Linked DNA regions of Mus musculus: region 1 is linked to region 2. A link is a contact called in public promoter capture Hi-C data. All regions are on one chromosome and are shown on one strand. Each heading gives the region's core, a stretch centred on a gene start, on an enhancer-like site or on the middle of the called end of the contact. The rest is flanking DNA. Distances are from core to core; before and after follow the strand shown. Region 1 holds the start of Slc35f6 (solute carrier family 35, member F6). Region 2 holds the start of Tmem214 (transmembrane protein 214).

Region 1 (3,092 bases), core at 123-2,622, 220 kb after region 2:
GGCTACACGAGGCTCACAGCCAGCTTCTCAATGCACAGAGGCCCAGGAAAGCCAGAGCACAAGCCTGGAGGCCTTTCACTGGGAGCCGCCACACCAACTTTCTTTCCTAGCCAGGCCCAGTAAGAAACTGAGGCTAGACTTGGAGAGGGGCATTGTTCGCTGCTGCCCACACGCACACTGGACAAAGGACAGATGATGCACACTGAGGATTTTGGATGCAAATAGATAAAGAAAGGCCTTGCCCTGAGGCAGAGGCAGAGGCAGAGGCAGATAAACTGACAAACAACTGTCAAGTTAAAGCTAGGCCTTTCTGCCAACAATGGAGGAGACCACATTAACTTTCTCAGCTTTGTGATGCCTGGGCCTTAGCTCCCAACCAGCTGAAGACCTTTACTCCCACACACCAGAGTGCAAGTACCCAGCTACCATTCTGGTTTCGGTTAAGGAGCCTTTTCTCCAGATAGACACTTTCTTTTGATCCTCTGGGTCAGTCAGCCTTGTGGCTTCATTTTGGTTTGTATCACCTGCCTCTCTTGATGGCACCTGCTAGGTGTTCTCACTGTAAGCAGAGCCAGAGTGGTTCCCAGCCTCACATAAACCTCTGCGTTTATCACACTGATTCTTTTTTCAGTTCTCCCACGTTCAACGACGTGGTGTGCCCTCTGATTATGGAGGGAAAAAGTCCAGCTGGGCATTTGATGCTGTGAACAAGCAACTTGGAGCTGGCCTTTCTCTTTCCTGCCTCCAAACCTCTGCCACCCACATAAGAGCCCCAACTAAGCATCAAGATGTTGTCTATTCCCTTTCTTTCCCCATGAATGACCCTATGGCCACCTCCTCCTGGCTTGCCCATCCCTTCAGCTCGGCCTCTCCAAGAGCACCGGTGCTTCCCAGGCAGGCCCCCAGCCTCCTGCTGGAAGTCTCTCAGTCTCTGACCGCAGCGCCAGAGCGCCGCCGGGAGAAACTGATCCAACCCTTCGGTTCAAAGATGAGGAACTGAGGCTCAGAGATAGAAGTGACCGCGAATCAAAGTGGCCTTCAAATGCCCGCTTTCTCCCGGCCTCTCACCCCTTCGTCCACACCAGCGCGACTGAACTCTCGGTAATGTGGAGGGCTGGTGGGGTTGGAGAGTAGCGGACGGGTGGGGGACAGGGCGCCGGGTGTCAGCACCCACCGGCCCAGCAGGTCCCTCCCGGTCTGACCCAGACTCACTTTGCCGAAAGCGTGTTGATGGAGCCGGTGACCAGCATAAGCCCGGCCAGGAACAACTGGTACTTAGTCCAGGCCATAGTGGTGGACACGAGAGACCACTTGAATCAGCAGCTCCAACCCGGGTCACCCGGGATGTGGAGTCTCCTACTCAAGAACTTCCGGGCCGGGAGTCACATGACCCCACTGGCCCACGCCCCACGCCCGCTAGCCCCGCCCCGGAGCTGCCACCGGTCTTTGGTAGGAGAGCTGGAGAAGCAGAGTGCAGGGTCCCGGGCCAAGGCTACCAGATTTTCTTTTCTTTTCCATTGCTCGGCTTCCTTTTCTTTTTGTAGTGCTAGTGTCTCATGCATGCTGAGCGAGCCCTGTACTTCTGCAGCGTACGCTCCCAGCCTCTTGGCCTCCCGGTTTGTAAAATGGGCGCTCGGGGTCATGTAGAGATGCTTAGGCAATCTTAGAGCATTTTATAAACAATTTTGAGAGGTTGAGACTGGCAGTTGGTAATAGTTACAGCGTGGGAATCTCTTTTCTCCAGGATCTCCAGAGAACTGGAGTCCTGAGAGAAATGTCCCTAGGGATCCCAGCCCGTTGAATTGCTCACATCTTTCAGTAAAGGGAGCATTTGAGTTGAGTTGTAGCTTCCAGTAGGGTGTTTAACAGCTAAAACACAAACTGGGTGTGCATTCCTAGCACTTGAAAAATGAAGGCCAGTTTCCACTATATAAGGAGTCTGAGGCCAGACTGAGTAACTAAGTAAACAAATAATTAAAATAAAATGAAAAATGAAACCACAGAAGCCAAGGATTAAGGTTATGCTTATGAGTAGCAGTGGTGTGTGTGTGTGTGTGTGTGTGTGTGTGTGTATGAGTGTATTATATATATGTGTGTGTTGGGGGTGTGGACTTGAAGATAAAACACCATGGCTTTTGTATAGTTCCTGCATTAAGCTTCCCCACGTACCCCTGAGGACCCCTATAAATATTGTTTAGAAGCATCCCTACAGAAAGACCAGACCTCGGTTTGTGTGTAGAGGACTTCTAGCATTTAATTAATTAGTTTTTGAGACAGGATCTTGTTATATAAGCCAGACTGTCTTCCAGCTCACTGTGTACTCCAAGATGGACTCCAGTTCATGACTGGCTGTCAGTTTGTTAAAAAATAAATTTATTTATTTGTGTGTTATTGGAGGGCACTTTCAAGGCATATGTGGTACATGTGGAGGTCAGGGAACAACCTAGGGGAGTGGGTTCTCAGCTGCCAGCTGCCTACCTTCCTGTTCCATGTGATTGGCAGCTCATGCCCTACCACAGGTAAAAACAAAAACCCCCAAACACGCTTGATGGCCATTTGACCCACCATACATAGTCCCTCTGTTTCTGAAGATCCTATTACTGCAGGTATGAAAAAAAGGGTGTTTTGACCACTTCTTCCTGGTTGCCTTGAACTTGTAAACATGTATAGTATACACTCAAGGGACTGTAACATCTGTTTTGGGAGATGAGGTAGAGAATGTATTATAAGTAGGGTCTTGAACAAAAATATAGGAGGCTATCGTACAGACAGGGAAACATCTTTCATGTAAGAAGGGTTATGTGTTGGATAGCTCTTGGACCTACAGAACATTCCAGAATTTTTCTTCACGAGAGTGTGCTCTTTTCAGTGAAACCAGGGATAAAAGATCCAAGAGGTGACTTCTGAGCTATGTGTCCCCCACAGTGCTTTTAGTTTTGTGTCATTTCAAAGGAAGTAGTAATTTATCCAAAACTGTTTCCTGAGACATTGGAGACTAGATGAAACACAACTGTGTCCTAAAGGGACACCATCTGCCAGGCCTCCCCACCCCTATTCCCCATGGGAGACAGTTCTTATCGACTACAGTAGGA
Region 2 (3,000 bases), core at 117-2,616:
TTCCATCTTCCTGCTCACCTATGTTTCTGACAAATACCAACATTCTTTCTATTCTAAGTGCACGCATTCTTTCCTTCCACATCTCCATATTGTCTGGAACACCCCTGAGTGTCCCAAGTCCCCATTTTCTCAGTCCCCAAGCCTAGGCACACTTACCGCTTTCAGTGCGTCCTCCAGGCGTCGGAATGGGCCCTGTTTCTGGTTTTGGCTAGGAACAGCTGTCACCTTCTTTGGTTGCTTCTTGTTTATCGGTTTCTTAGACTCTGCAGCAGGGGGTGGAACTTGCTCTTTATTCTGCCGTTTCATGATTTTCTCAAAGCCACGCTCATAAAGAGTGCTTGTAGTCTGGATTGGTGCTGGAATGAAGACAGGTAGAAAACAGCAGGCCACCCTTAAGACCCCAGATCCCACTGTACAGTGGTCTCTTCTTTGTAGAGGCACCTAAGTCATTTAGAGGGAGATTCTGGCCCAAGCCCTCTCTTCCTTGGAAGCAGCTTAGAAAAACAGGAAAGAGCCCTCCGGGTGGCTGATTTCAACCACCACAGTCAGGTCCCAGGCCCTCCCAGTTCTTTATTAAACAATTAAAGTATATGGGAACTAGACCACACTTTTTCCAGCACGGCCTCCACCCCCAATTCTTCTTAGTTCTGAGATGACAACTCTATATACTCAACAAGTGGCAAAATTTTTCTCCCTCTCTGGAGATTGTGGGGACAGGTGACACTGAAATTAACTCCTGGTTGGAGAATATGTCGGGCTATTCATCCCAGTGCTGGCCTTCTCATCCACTCCTCTCACACCTGCTGGTTATATAAGAAGGGGCTCCATGTAGGATCCCAGATGCCTCTGCTCCGTGGCTCAGACACCTGGCCAGTGAGGGCCGGGGCAGCTGAGAGGGTTGTGTGCAAAGGCTTGGACAGATAGAGATCGGAATTCCAGTCTCCTCAGACTCGAAAATCGGCTTCTCTGGACCTCCGCTTCCGACCTATGCAGCGGAGATGACCACCTCTCCTCGTGCTGTCCCTGAGTCACCGTGGCCGGGCTCCCGAGGATCGGCTCCCGGCTCCCGCAGCTGTCCGCCGTGCCCCTGCCCCACAGGCCCAGGTGGGCGGCGGCGGATACTCACAGCTCAGGTCGTATTTCAACACTCCATTTGCCTCCCCGAGCGCCCGGCGGTCACTGCCACCGCCGCCGCCTCGCCCACCGCTGCTTGCTCCAGGTCGCCGGCCCCTCTTCACCACCTCCCAGCCACCGCTACCCGCTGATCTGGCCGCCATGACTTCAGCTCCACCACCTCCCGGCTTTCGGCCCCGGACAACCTCCGCGCGGTGCCACGTCTGCTGCCTCCGCCGCCGCAAGGCACCCTGGGATTCGTAGTCCGTTCGCGCCACGGCGCCGCGCCGAGCGCCTGGGGAGTGATGGCGGCGGCCAGGTTCCGCCCCTGGGGCGCAAAAATCCCTACCCTGCACCTGCGGGCGGGCTCGCCTCTGACCCGCATGGAAATGGGACTGTTCCCTTTTTTCTTATCTTTGCAATGCTCCTGAAGGATGGAATGAAAATAGTTCTCACCTCGGGAGAATTTGAGGAATAAATGTGTTCTTACTTCTTAGAAAGTAGTAGTCTGTTAGCAATTAAACTTCGTATTTGGCGGCCAACAAACTTAATTGCCGAGGAGTGGGACGATGCAGACTTGGGGGAGAAAAGTAGAGCGGCAGAAAGACTGAGAAAACTTAGTAGAGTAGCTCAATGGCAGGGCGAGAAAAGTCTGGGGCAGCCAGGCCATGATCCCTTTGGAGGCAGCCAGGAAAGGACAGGCTCTGGCTCATGCCATGTTCCAGATGTTCAGCCCTAGACTGAAAGAATCACACAGCAAGGTCCCGACCCTAGACGGCCTACAAAACTTGAATGATCCCAGCTAGGGAGCATGATGAATGATAAAACAGCAATGAAAATATCACATTTAAGGAAATATGTTGCTTAGTGTGCTTGTGTGGAACTCATGCTCCCGCACTGCTGTACACATTATCCCCCCCAAACCTCCTTGGTTACTTTTTTTTAGACAGGGTTTCTTTGTGTAGAGCTGGCTGTCCTGGTACTCTCCCTGTAACCAGGCTGGCCTTGAACTCAAGAGATCTGACTGCCTCTGCCTCCTGAGTGCTGGGATTAAAGACATAAACCATCACTGACAAGGAGTGGTCCACTTTTCTTACAGGGTAAATTATTCAGCTGAAGGATGCTTGAAGCCCTAGGAGAGGGAGGGAAGTGGTTTCTGAAACAGGTGGCAGTTGAGATGACTCCCAGGAAGGGAGAATTTTCATTGGTTGGGGATCATGGCTTGTGGAGAGACTGCTTCAATCGTATGGCTTTATTAATTTAGGCAAAGGTCTAGAGTGGTAGACTATATAACAAAACTGAAAGTAGTTCGACATGACTTCATACAATTGGAAAAGGATCATGACCGCCAAATCTGGAGTTTATTCTCTAGACTCTAGAAACTGGAGAGGGAAAAGGTGACATGACCCTTAAAAAACAGCACCCAGGCCTGTGTGAAGGATGGGTCACAGAGAAAGAAGGCAGGTGAGGGATGACCAACCCTTGCAGCCTTCTGGTGTCCTCCATCCCCTTTAGGCCCAGCCATAGCTGCCTGTCTTAGGGGTTCTGAGATGGAATGTATTTGGCAAGGAAGGTATCTGTGCTGATCAGCAGTCAGTTCCTTTTTCAGATGCTGTTTCCCTCTACTCAGACACCACATGGTCCTTTGTCCAATCCCTGCTGTCACAGGTATCATCACAGAAGAGGGCCTATGTTGGGAAGAGAAACAAAACTGGCTTCCCCACTATAGCTCCAGCTGATGGCCTCTTCTGTGCACATACCCACACACAAAGACTCACAGATACATAAATAAAATAATAAAAATTTTAAAAAAGTCTAAATCCTAACCAAAGTTTCTACCACCTTCACCAAGCCTTGCCACGCACGTGTGGTCTACTTCAGTGGTTC

The links. Capture Hi-C pulls out chosen DNA fragments and counts their contacts.
Region 1: a contact with region 2 is called in a promoter capture Hi-C map of liver. The contact joins the promoter of Slc35f6 here to the promoter of Tmem214 in region 2. A contact is called at or near these places in 1 of 39 promoter capture datasets (erythroid cells), 1 of 484 Hi-C or Micro-C datasets (the G1E-ER4 cell line), 2 of 115 datasets of contacts at active chromatin or transcription factors (bone marrow-derived macrophages and pancreatic cancer cells) and 3 of 9 other capture datasets (adipose tissue, liver and pancreatic islet).

The regions. Positions count from the first base shown.
Region 1 is chr5:30,646,219-30,649,310 of GRCm38.p6, reverse strand. Slc35f6 (solute carrier family 35, member F6) reads right to left here and starts at 1,372. Exons shown (of 6, transcript NM_175675.3): 1 at 1,213-1,372. The coding sequence starts at 1,289. It overlaps Mir5625 (microRNA 5625), which reads right to left and starts at 1,375; the gene lies at 1,296-1,375.
Region 2 is chr5:30,867,945-30,870,944 of GRCm38.p6, reverse strand. Tmem214 (transmembrane protein 214) reads right to left here and starts at 1,366. Exons shown (of 17, transcript NM_144525.4): 1 at 1,127-1,366; 2 at 157-356. The coding sequence starts at 1,277.